Regions from separate parts of the Drosophila melanogaster genome. Here regions 2 and 3 are each linked to region 1. The links are chromatin contacts, called in public Hi-C maps. All regions are on one chromosome and are shown on one strand. The core of a region is the stretch at or near the end of the contact, and the rest is flanking DNA. Distances in the headings are between cores, read along the strand shown. Region 1 holds the start of Doa (Darkener of apricot). Region 2 holds the start of Pdhb (Pyruvate dehydrogenase E1 beta subunit). Region 3 holds the start of Bicra (BRD4 interacting chromatin remodeling complex associated protein).

What was found. Hi-C and Micro-C count contacts between places; a contact is called where the count stands out from the background.
Region 2: a contact with region 1 is called in a Hi-C map of the Kc167 cell line, with 1.9 times the contacts expected there. The contact joins the promoter of Pdhb here to the promoter of Doa in region 1. A contact is called at or near these places in 9 of 107 Hi-C or Micro-C datasets (the D17-c3 cell line, the Kc167 cell line, the S2 cell line and 4 more) and 1 of 6 datasets of contacts at active chromatin or transcription factors (the Kc167 cell line).
Region 3: a contact with region 1 is called in a Hi-C map of the Kc167 cell line, with 3 times the contacts expected there. The contact joins the promoter of Bicra here to the promoter of Doa in region 1. A contact is called at or near these places in 4 of 107 Hi-C or Micro-C datasets (the Kc167 cell line, the ML-DmBG3-c2 cell line and the S2 cell line) and 1 of 6 datasets of contacts at active chromatin or transcription factors (the Kc167 cell line).

The regions. Positions count from the first base shown.
Region 1 is chr3R:28,886,377-28,890,317 of dm6, reverse strand. Doa (Darkener of apricot) reads right to left here and starts at 2,245. Exons shown (of 14, transcript NM_001144648.3): 1 at 2,070-2,245; 2 at 1,784-2,012; 3 at 434-552; 4 at 218-313. The coding sequence starts at 1,990. CG33203 reads left to right here and starts at 2,609. Exons shown (of 8, transcript NM_001170294.2): 1 at 2,609-2,960; 2 at 3,267-3,941. The coding sequence starts at 3,402.
Region 2 is chr3R:29,111,279-29,115,219 of dm6, reverse strand. Pdhb (Pyruvate dehydrogenase E1 beta subunit) reads right to left here and starts at 2,149. Exons shown (of 6, transcript NM_170386.2): 1 at 2,080-2,149; 2 at 1,771-2,011; 3 at 1,065-1,226; 4 at 1-126. The coding sequence starts at 1,962. It overlaps alpha-Man-Ib (alpha-Mannosidase class I b), which reads left to right and starts at 2,398. Exons shown (of 6, transcript NM_143410.4): 1 at 2,398-2,809; 2 at 2,907-3,179; 3 at 3,348-3,861. The coding sequence starts at 2,723.
Region 3 is chr3R:29,060,875-29,064,815 of dm6, reverse strand. It overlaps Bicra (BRD4 interacting chromatin remodeling complex associated protein), which reads right to left and starts at 1,776. Exons shown (of 9, transcript NM_001276122.1): 1 at 1,669-1,776; 2 at 204-1,013. The coding sequence starts at 234. Cul5 (Cullin 5) reads left to right here and starts at 1,841. Exons shown (of 7, transcript NM_143408.3): 1 at 1,841-1,934; 2 at 2,011-3,614; 3 at 3,677-3,797; 4 at 3,858-3,941. The coding sequence starts at 1,926.

The DNA of each region.
Region 1 (3,941 bases), core at 996-3,495:
GGGTTTCGTCGTGTTGTCAGATGAATATTTGTCCACAAAAACGCTTTGGCATTCAAAGCAGTTATTGTACAAGATTGTACGAGGACTGAGCACTATTCGCCTTGTAGGGTTTACCCGAAGGGTATGTGATTCCAAAGCGATGTCAACTTCGCTTGAATCTATTTTAGACCCTCTGATAGAATAGTCTGCCAAGTGACAAATAATGCGAGTTACTTACGTGGGTTCCTTGGATATCTGGGCCTTCTTGGCATCGAGCTCGTGTCGCCTTCGCTTGGCCGCCGATCTTGTGTGATGTGTGTTGGTGATGCGCGGCCTGCAGTGAAATAATGGAGACCATGAGTACAATGGGTAGCTGAGTAGTTCCTCACATAGCTCGCAGAGAATTCCGAGAATATGGGAATATCGGAGAATGCAAAGATGATGGCGAACTTACGGCGATGGGGCCTCAGCTAGGGGTGGCGAATGATCGGCAGTATCGTGTCGTCGGCGCTTGTCTCGTGTGCCCGCCGAGGAGCGATCCCTTGAGTGGTGGAGTCTCCTTGTTCTGGGCATCTGAAAACGTACACACATTGTCAGTGGGTCTGTGGTACCATTAGGAGACCTATAAGTTTTAACTATAGGCTATATACTACTGCCTATATGCGCATATATGCATGCACATATGTACTTATGAACTGTAAGTCAACGGGTGGTGTGAGCACTGGGAACAGCCCTGTATCACCCACCACCCCTTTCAGCTGTTCCCATCTAGAGGTGAGTACAGTACGGAATACAGCTGGCACGCACACGCACACATTCACACCCACATACACATATACACACTCGCACACGCGGGCGCTCAAGCTAATTGCAATATTGTGGCTCTGTGTGAGTGCATTGGAAAAACGGACTACAAATAAAAGCAACGAAAGAGTCCACAAACTTTCGCATTTTAATTAGCTAACCATTAGCACATATACCTTGCAATTTGCTGCTGATATTTTTCACGAGCGCGAAAATTGATTTTTGTGCTATGCGCTCCGCTGGCTTTGCTTTGCTACTGTTGTTGTTGCTTGGCCGAAGCGTCGCTGTCGCTGCCGTTGTTGTTGCCTTTTGAGCAGCTGCTGCTGCCGCTATATCCACAATTGTTGTCCTGTAAATCCTGGCTTCTGCTTGTTGTTGAAAACGCTTGTTGGCCTTTTCACACACACCGAAAAATAGTGTGCGTTTACGTTGAAAATCGTCTTTTTTTCCTTCAATTCACGTCACTTGGTATTTTATTCACCACGTCTGGGAGACAGTGTTGTGCACGCCAACTAAACAGTGTTGAAAAAATCTGGCGGAAAAGAGCTGCCGAGTGCACAACAACAGTACCAAACAAAACACTTAGGAAAAACTAAAACAGCTCAATAATAATGGCCTACAACCAATAAAAGGGATAAAATTCCACAAAACCTTGCTTCTGGAAGCAAGAATTGGAAAGTAACTTTTCTACTTTTATATAAGATCTAAAATCGTTCTTATGAGGTATTGGTATGTATTGAGCGCTGGCTAAATAGTTTATTGGTGTAAAAACCAAGAATTGGTTTCTACTTCTTCGTCCGCTAGCAGGTCGACAGCCCTTGCGACGCGGCGTGCTGCGTAGTCAGCTGTGCACCCGCACGCTCGAGTCTGCGTCTGTATGGGTGCCACAAATCCCATAGACGGGTAGCAGTTTTGTTGGATATCTTGTTTTCCGTATTTTCGAGATATCTGTTTTGCCGAGCATTTTCATATCTTGTTTGGGGCTTTTCAGCCGTCTTACCTCTTTCTTCGCGCGGCGCTGCGTAGTATTAGCTGGGGGCGTGGCGAGGGGCGGCGCTGGCAGAGCCAAAAACGGCGAACGCGGCAAATAGAGGCGCTGCCACAGGCCGCTCAAGAGTTGCGTTAGCGATTGCCAGGAGAAATTCGCTTTCGCTTGCTGCACGCTGCCGCTGGGCATGAGCTTGTCCTTCAGCGAGGGTAGTTGCATGGGTTTTGTACTGTTGTTTCTGCTTAGGTGCGAGTGTTTGCATGGGAATGTTCACCTTTTGGCGCTCTTTTTCGCTTACCGCGCGCAGTTCGCCTCTAGCAGCTCGTCTGCGATAAAATTACCGCATGGCGGTGCCCGTTTGGCTGGGCTGCTCTTTTTAGCAGCTCTTTTCAGCAGCCTGCAGTCCAACAAATATGATTAATACGCGGGTATTTGCAACGGATTAAATTGAATTGCACTTGGTTAGTGATGTGAGAAGCATGTGATTGGGCGACTCTTATCGATGTTTTGTTGATATCGATGTTGAGTAATGCAACCGTTAAGGGTCGTCGTAGCACAGTGTTGGTAAGAGTAAGCAGTTGCCACATAATGAAAATTCAGGCGGGAAGTATTCAAATTCAAAACTAGCCTCGGACGACTGTTACAAAACTGGTCCAAAACAAATAAATCATCTTTTTAATTGTTGTATATTTGACTTTTTAAAATGAAAGAGTAACTGCGCGAGAAGCAGCTGGCTGCCTCGTGTTCGGCACTGCGCCTGCGCTGCTTTGGCGCCCAATAAAAATACGGGTTCCGATTCATTCAATTGCATAACAATACGCGAGGAAAAATAACGGTATCGTTATCGTGTGCCCACGCTCAGTCAAATACTGACGTGCCTATCCCAACGGTCGTGTACGCGGATTCATTTCCCCGAACTCTGCTTCCCGCGTTTTGTCGCTCTGGGAAAGAGTCCATCTAGCTGGGATATACTTTATTTTATCCGACAGAAGCCCACGGAAGCCGATGGAATGGCTTGAATACCGATAAACTATATAGTATGCCCCGCCCACGTAACATCTGCAAGCCGAGTGGAGAAACCTGCTCATCGTAGCATCGGTCCAGGATTGTAGTCCCCGAAAAAACGTAATCCCTCTACTTTTGCGAGGAGGATTCTGTACCAAAAACGTGTGCGTGTTCCATGGCAGAAGTGAGTATTTTTATTGATTTTTTCCCGGGCCCGGGAGCTGGTATTTGTGGCCTAATCCGAGACTCGCGTGATTCGCATGGAATATTCAATTACACACACACACCAAGGAGTACAAATGGCGCAGGCCTTTTTGGGTCACGAGGCTGCTGTGCGAGTGTGTGTGTGTTGACATTGTCCTGGTCTCGTTTTCATTTTCCTTTTCGCTTTCGCACGTGCTTTTTTTGGCCAACACATACGTAACAAATCGCATCTTAGCCCGCCGCATATAGACGATCCATAATTCATGACGTTTGCTTTCGCTTTCAGCTGGCCAGCTAGGGAACCGGAAACGGAAACGGCCACGCAACCGGAACCGGAACTGGAACAGTGATTAGAACTGAAAGTGAGCCCGAGACCGTAACCGTTACCGATTTCGAAAACGATCAAAGGGATTAGCACGGCATGGACACCGCTGCCGCCGCCGCCGCTGCAGTCGCCGTTGACCTGAAACCCGATCAGCAGCTGCTGGGCAGCTCCACAAAGACCAGGATTGGAGGAGGAAGCACTGGATGCGACTGCCTGGGCAGCACCGTGGAGACCATGTCGCTGACTCCGCCACCCACGCCGCCTACACGCGCCATTGATGGCCAAGTGGAAGCGTGTGGAGCTCCAGGCATCCCAAGTGCTCCCGCTGAGACCCATTCCCTGAACGGAATGAAAGGCAAGGAGGCGCCGGAAACAGCAACCGCAATAGCATCCACTGAACCCACTCAGCCGGATACTCCCGCCACATCATCCACGTCTTCCGCCAAAGCTTCCACCACGCCAACGTCTGCCTTGCTGGGATCGGGATCAGCAACAGGCTCGGTAGTCCCTGCAGCGGAGCATCCACCAGCTGCAGCTGCATCGGTGCCTAGTAGCAGTGCCAGCAACTCCAGCAGCAGCAGCAGCAGTTCCGGATCCGACGGGAATGTGGTCCAACTGCTGCCCTGGCAGGACATG
Region 2 (3,941 bases), core at 900-3,399, 220 kb before region 1:
GGCGGCGAAGCACTGAGAGTGCTGGGCGGCAACACCGGAAGCGGCTCCATTGGGACCACGGAACACAATGGGCACATTGACGGCACCGGCAGACATGTAGAAGGTCTTGGCCGCCGAGTTGATGATCTAAGATTTGAAATTTTAAAGGGATATATTTTAGCAATCCATATTATTATGAATGTGTAATATGACTTAGAAATAATAAAGTGAAAAATGAATGAAAATAATGCTCAGTGTGGATGCCTGTTCCATCAAACTGCAAATTCGCCAATTCAAGTTAATACGCTTTATTTGATGCACTCCTTTCTGTTCCGTCTTGATCTTTACTTAATGCCTAGTTTCTGCTTAATGATAAATGCCGGCAGGCGGCGTCCCTTCCAGAAACGCGGCAGCGGCGTCTCGTTGGCCTGCCGCAGGATCTCCGCCACGTGCTGCTCCGCACTGAATGCCTCCGCCTGCTTGATCTGGGATATCAGCTTTGCTTGGAAGGCCTTCTCTTTGCGCATCTCGCGGCGCTGGCGCACCTTGGCCCACTCGAACTTCATCTTGCGACGCAGCTTCTTTAGCTTGTGCTTCTTCATCTTGCGCCGCCGAATGACGATGAGGCGGGCCGCCTCCATCTTGTCCGACTTGCTCTTGTCCAGCGGCGGCGCAATCACCTCGCCGACTCGATCTCTGTGCAGGATGTCGTTGATCTCATTCAGCCAAGTTGAGCGTGGACTTTCAATTATGAGGCTTATTGGCAGAGGGCGATCACCGACTGGCGGCTTGGCGCAATCGAGTATCTTTGCCTGCACATAATCGGATAATATGGGTGGGGATTAGTGAGGTCCGATCTATGACTTGGGGCAGGAGCTAATCCACCCATATTATCCCATTAAGCGCCGCTGCATATTGCACTTGAATTGGTCTATTTGCTAGCTGTTGGAGTTGTGAGGCATTTGTATTGGATTGTCGTGTTCTTTCTTTTGGTTTACGTTTTGTTGGCAATGAGATAATATGAGTAGTTAGCCTACTGCTGGAGTGCGGGGAGTGGTTCTTAGGACAAGGATGAGGCAACTCACGTGATCGATGGCCTGCATGGAGAAGTTCCAGGTCATGAACTCGCACACGGGACGCAGACCGGCCATGGCAGCGCCAACAGCGATGCCGGCAAAGCCCATCTCTGTGATTGGCGTGTCGATGACGCGCTTGTCGCCGTACTTCTTCCACAGTCCACGGGAAACCTAAAAAGGGCATTAAATGATTAATAGAATGTTAGGATACCAGAAAAATATGTAGGGCTTATTCAGGATGGGAACCTTTTATCTGTTTGTAAAACTTTCCAAGCTGATAACTCATTAACTAAGATTTCTTCAGGAAATACCATTATTCTAACAGGTAATTGTATTGTACTTTGCGTGTCCTATCTAGTTGTTACACCAGTAGCCACAATCATAGTTTAAATGAATCTAATAGGATAGAATTGCTAACGCCGGTTATCAATCCACCTCAAATGGGTAAACAAATCGTTGTTTTATGGGCCAATCTATATAATCAGCAGACAGTCGGTCACACATATTCTGCGTGACCTTGCCCACTCCGATCACGCATTCGGATTCGCGTCGACCTGTTCGGAATCACTATCAGTAGTTACATATAGCACGCATATATCACCCCGCTGACCACCAACTTCCCCCATCCCGGCCACCTGCATCAGCTGTCGTCGTCGCAACCGCCTGCTTGCTGTTTACGTAATCGCGCAGGGGCAGGAAAAGTCGCAGATCTCACCTTGTAAGCACCGTCGTACTGGGCCACCTCCTCGCCCAGGATGAAGACGCGGTCGTCGCGGGCCAGCTCATCGTCCAATGCGCTGTTGAGGGCATCTCGCACGGTCATCTGCTTGGCCGCCAGGGCCTTCTGGCTGGTGGAGAACGCTCGCTGGGCGGAGCTGGCCGCCTGGATGAGTCGGGTTCGGAGCATCGTCGGTTTGCGGTTCGCTTTCCTATGGGTCTATCGCTATCGTTGCCGGCTGTAGGTGTTATTTTTTGGGTTTTAAGTGCTATTATCTAACTAAAAATGGGCTATGGGTTTACGCACCGACTTCCGTCGAAATTTTGATGTGAAAATGGGATGTGACCAGATGTGACCACTTTAATGCCGTATTGTGGGCACACTTGGAGCTTACCAGGGCTGCCAAATAAATCACTGTTAAGTGGGACTAGTGTTGGCCACTCTAGATTTGGCTAAATTCATACTGTGTTAGCTGGATTTTCGAAAAAATTAGCCACTTCGTATTAATATATATTCTTTAGAAAAATTCTTTTATAAAGTAGTGATAATATCTAAAATATAATTTAATTTGCTTTTTTTTTATTTAAGAGGTATTTCAAAAGTAAATGATTGCTAGCCCCATCTTTAGTTTTGGCCGGACTGTTGAAGAACAAGTTGGCAGCATTGCAGCTCAAAAATGCAGCTCTCGTGAAATAATTTTAGAATTTCTTATTTGTAATTTTGCATAGTGTGGGCCAGAACTAGCATATATAAATTAATGCACTGGCACGTATAGAGATGATTAAGGCATAAAAGAGGTAGTAGTTGGACCAACCTTGGTTAGTTAGCTCCGATTCCTCCGCGGCCAGCGGCGCACAGCAATCGATTTTTATTCGAGGCGAATGCTGTGGAATTTCCCATCCAACTTTCCCACACTCTGAATTCCGGCGGCGGCATTTAGTGAAACACTATGAAGGACGGCGGTCACATAACGCTCACACTCCCGCCGGGATCAGCGGCGACGACGGACGAGCGGGGCAGGAAGAGCCTGCGTCGGGTAGGTAGCAACCTGGCAGAAGTCCAGTTGCTGGGGTCCTGGGACATCCTCAAGAAACCCAGAACTTATAAGTACGATCTTTTGTCTCACGGTTCAGGCTTGGAATCAGCTACCGCGTTGTCAGCGCAATCTCATTATTCTGGGCATCACCGGATTCTGCGTGACAGTGTTGCTCTGCCTAAGTGGCGATCAGCTGCTGGCTGCCAGCTTAAAGGATGTGGACACCAAGGCCGAGGTGGCAGCATATCAAATGCCCCTGCCCAATCCGCACCATCATCCGGGGGTGGATAAGGATGTGCCCAAAGACACTGCTGCGGTACCTGTTCCGGCCGATAAGAGAGCACCCCGGGTGGAGGCGGTTAGTGATAAGGTAAGTAGGCCCCCCACTTAATTGATAAGTGCCTAAGTGGCTGGAGTTGTTTGCCTATTAAGATAGCATGCGTATCAATACGATTGACTATTGGTGTTTGATTTATTGCCCACGCAGCACACTTCCAGTAAAATCTATTAATGATATCTCAATATCAATCAATTTCAGTTTAATGAGCTAGTTGCCTATGGAGAAGCGAACTCAGCGGAGAACGTGGCCCGTCTGCCGGAGACGGTGGCTGCTGAAGGACTTCCCCAGGCCTCGGCCATGGCCGTGGCCTTGCCTCCCCCCGATAGTAACAAGGAGCAGGACATCGGTGGAATCGACATCCTAAACAATGTAGAGGAGCCCGTCGCCCAGGATCCAGCAGAGCCGCTTAGCGAGGGCGAGCAGCTTGAGCAAGCCATCAAGAACCCACTCACTCTGGGCGGCGTTAGCTTCAAAGAGCATCTCAAAAAGATCAAGCCCATTCTGGCCAAGGGCCAGCACTTCCATGGCGCCACCAACGAAAGACAGTCGGCTGTTGTAGCCGCCTTCAAGCACTCCTGGGCTGGCTACAAGAAGTATGCCTGGGGCCACGACAACCTGAAGCCCATCTCCCAGTACTCCCACGAGTGGTTCGGTCTGGGACTAACCATTGTTGACTCATTGGATACCATGTACATAATGGGACTGGATGATGGTAAGTTGCCTATATCCTAATGTGCACAAAATCATTAGTTTATGGAAATACTTTCCTTATTTTTCTCAATAACATCTACA
Region 3 (3,941 bases), core at 527-3,026, 170 kb before region 1:
GCAGCCAGCGTTTATTTTTAGCACGAAAGAGCAGCGAGAGCGAAGCAGCGAGAAGAGCGGCGAAGAGAACGTGCGCAAGTGCATTTTTAAAATCAGAATCGGATGCTGCACGCTCTTGCTCTTGCTCTCAGTAAGCGTGATTACGAATTTGGATTTTCTATTCGTAGTTTTTTTGTGTGTGTTTTTGATTGGCATTTTCTCACCTGGTCGATCCAATGACTGTCTGCGACTCATTGGCAAAAGATTTGTGCTGCTCTTCTGTTGTGTGGTGTTTTTTTCAGGGGGGTTTTATAGACAATAACGTCGGCGAATGCAAATTATGCCAATTTTGATTGATTCATTGGGTAATTTGTTGCTGCTGGTTGTTGGTTCCTTTTGGCTATTGCTTTTGCTTATTTCCTTTTGCCGCGCTGCTTCTTACTCAATTCTATACACTCAACACACACACACGCGGACATCTTTCGAATTTCATTTCACACGCGACTGTTGACTTTCTTTTTGCCCCTCTCTCACTCTAACGCGCTCTTTCTTTTTCTCACTCTCTGAGAACTCGACAGATGTTGTTGTTGTGGGGCCTTTTTTTGATTTGAGGTGTTGCTGCTTCTGCTTCTATTGCAATTTGTGACGTGCTGTTGTGATTTGTTTGTTGCTGGCTTGTGGTTTGAAAAACGCTTTTTCGACAACACACATATGGGGAGCACGCACACACTCACTCGCCAGCAGCCAGCACACACACACAAACACACACGCACGCACACATTCACTCTCGCGCGTCACGTCAATGAACGCAGCAGCACGTAGTTGTTGTTTTCGTCACTGATTCTCGCCTTGTACGCACATTTTGCTGGCTAATCGAAGCACTTGATCGGCAACTGCTCATCAGAGCCTTGTTTATTTACATTGCAGCACGGGGCTAGTGCACTTTCCCCGATTTTATGCGTTTTTCTCTCGATTCGCACGGCCGTACAACGAGCGCCGCCGCCGCAAACAAAGGGAAATGGTGAATGCTAGAGCTGGAAGAGAAGCCGATGGTTAGTCGATACTATCGATGTATACAGATAACTGGCAGCATCGATGTTTGCCCCGCAACCATCGATTGTATTCACTCTAAAAAATATGGTTTTCTACAAGAATTCAATGTTTATAAATAAAACAGTCACTTTAATAAAAGCTTAGAAAACTCTTTGTGATTTATAAAGATTTAAGCGCGTTGTTTACGATAAGTTATAAAAACTAGGGTTGACACCTGTCTGTGAAAGACTTTTTGAATGTAAATAAACATCAAGACGGCAATAACGTAACGAAATTAAATTGATAAATAACTTTATTTTACTAGTTTAACAAATAAGAATATAAAGAAAACCATACAAGTTTCCGCACTAAAAACAAAATATATTATTTTTAGAACACGAAATAGTAAGCGATATTTTGAAATGCGGAACTGAGTATTTCAGGCACATCTGACAGCCCTGAAACAATGCAGACCAGACATTAGGTCGGGGACGTGTGCTAGACCGAGATGTCTGCTAGTACTGCTTTTGTCTCACTCGCGCACGAAGAGGTAGAGAAGAAAAAAACCAAAACGAAGTGGGCAAACTAGCGAACTTCACAAAACCCTCGACAAGACAACTTTGTATTATTGCCCTATTTCTCCTTGGTTATTATTACCGCGGCTGGGCGAGGTATCCCTTAATGTTCGATTAATAACATTTCCGCAGATTTCCCGCACTTTTGCTGCACTCCGAACTGTTGTTTTATCGACTGCCCGAAATCGATTGGTCGATGGGCGATAAGCCCTACGGGCGAAATTTTACCAACACTGGTCGATAGCCAACTATCGTATCGTATCGCCTAATTACAAAAAATAAATATAAATGAAGTGAAGCGGACGCAGCAACAAAAACAAAGAGATTGCTACGATCAAAATGCTACGGGTAAGTGACCTGATCGGCGATGAAAACGCATATAGAGTTCAGTGTGCACATATACCTTTATCTCCCTGTACGACAGGCAATCGGGAAACGGGACAGGGACATCTTCGAGGAAGTTTGGCCGGACAAAAGGCGAATAGTTTTAAAGCTACTGCGCCAGGACACGGTGTCGCAGCGCGAATGGCAGGACCTATTCTTCGGCGTACACTTCGTGTGCCTGTGGGACGAGAAGGGCGCGGCCAAGATCTACGACTGCCTGCAGCAGGACATCGTTGAGTTTATCGTCCAGGCCCAAAGCCAGGTGCAAGCGCAACGGGGCGAGCAGGCCCTTCTGGCCACCTATATTGTGGAGTGGCGGAAGTTCTTTACACAGTCCAACTACCTGCCGCTGCCTTTCCGCCAGCTGGAGCAGTCGCCCCAGGTGAAGCCCTCCTCCAGTGGCAGCAGCTCCTCCGCATCCGTCTCCGCCTCGGGAGCGAGTACGAGTGCCGCCGCGGCGGCAGCAGCTACTTCCTGCAGCGGCCAGGCTGGAAAGTCAGGAGCCTCCACCTCAGCCGCAGCTGGAGCCTCCACTTCAGCCGCCGCTGCTGCAGCCTCCACATCCGCCTCCACAAGCTCAGCAGCGGCAGCTGCAGCTGCTTCCGGAAGTGGGAGCTCCAGCAGCAGCACCTCTACCTCCAAGAAAAACCCCACGGAGGACAGTCCTGTACGAAAACTAATGCTGGACTCCTGGAACAAGCACATATTCCACGACATCAAGCATCGTCTGCAGGAGTCGGCCATGAAGATTGTGCACGCCGAGCGGAACGGCGATGCCTATGATGCCCAGCTAGTGGTAGGCGTGCGCGAGAGCTATGTGAATCTCTCCTCGAATGCAGAGGACAAACTAGAGATCTACAGGGAGAACTTTGAGATGGCGTACCTTAAGGCCACTGTCGAGTTCTATCGCCTGAAATCCGCCGAACAACAGCAAGAGAACGGAGTGCTGGCCTATATGAAATACGCCGACTCAAAGTTGCGTGAGGAGGAGGTTAGGGCCAAGCGGTATCTGGAGCCCAGCAGCTTCAGTATACTTACTTACACGCTGGTTAATGTGCTCATAGTGGACCACCTCAACTCAATCATCGCCGAGTGTCCGGCTTTGATCAGGGACTATGAAACGGAGCGATTGAATCTCATGTTCCGCCTGATGGATAGAGTGATGCACGGCGTTGGCGTGGAGCCCATGATGGGTGACCTGCAGCGTCACATCATGTCCGCCGGACTGGCCGACATGCTGTCCGCTTCGGAGGTGATTACCCAGGATTCGGAAAAGTACGTTGAGCGGCTACTTGAGCTGTTCAACAAGTTCAGCGACCTGGTACGCAACGCCTTCAACGACGATCCCCGCTTCCTCACTGCCCGCGACATTGCTTTTAAGACGGTAGTCAACGACACCAGCGTGTTCAAGATGGAGCTACCCACGAGTATCGCCAATCGGGGTGTAAAGTACACAGCGCCGGAGAGCAAATGCCCGGAACTACTGGCCAACTATTGCGACATGCTGCTGCGGCGAACGCCGCTCAGCAAACGCCTCACCAGCGAACAGATCGACGCCCGTCTGCGCGATGTCCTCTTGGTCCTGAAGTACGTCAACAACAAGGACGTCTTTATGCGCTATCACAAAGTTCATTTGACGAGGCGGTAAGTTGACTGCATAATGTTTCAAATGAAGCGATTACATACTCTTGTTCCTCCAATTACAGCTTGATTCTGGGGACCAGTGCGGACAGCGAAAAGGAGGAGGACATAGTCGAGTGGCTGAGGGAGGTGGGCATGCCGGCGGACTACGTGAATCGGCTGGCGCGCATGTTCCAAGACATAAAGGTAGGTTTTACCAGACTGATGTTAGGAGCAGGTTTATTCATTATCCCCTTTCGTATATAGGTCAGCGAAGACTTAAATACTCAATTCCGCACCTCGATAAGTCGGCACGATGCTATCAACATAAAAATACTCAACGCGGGTGCC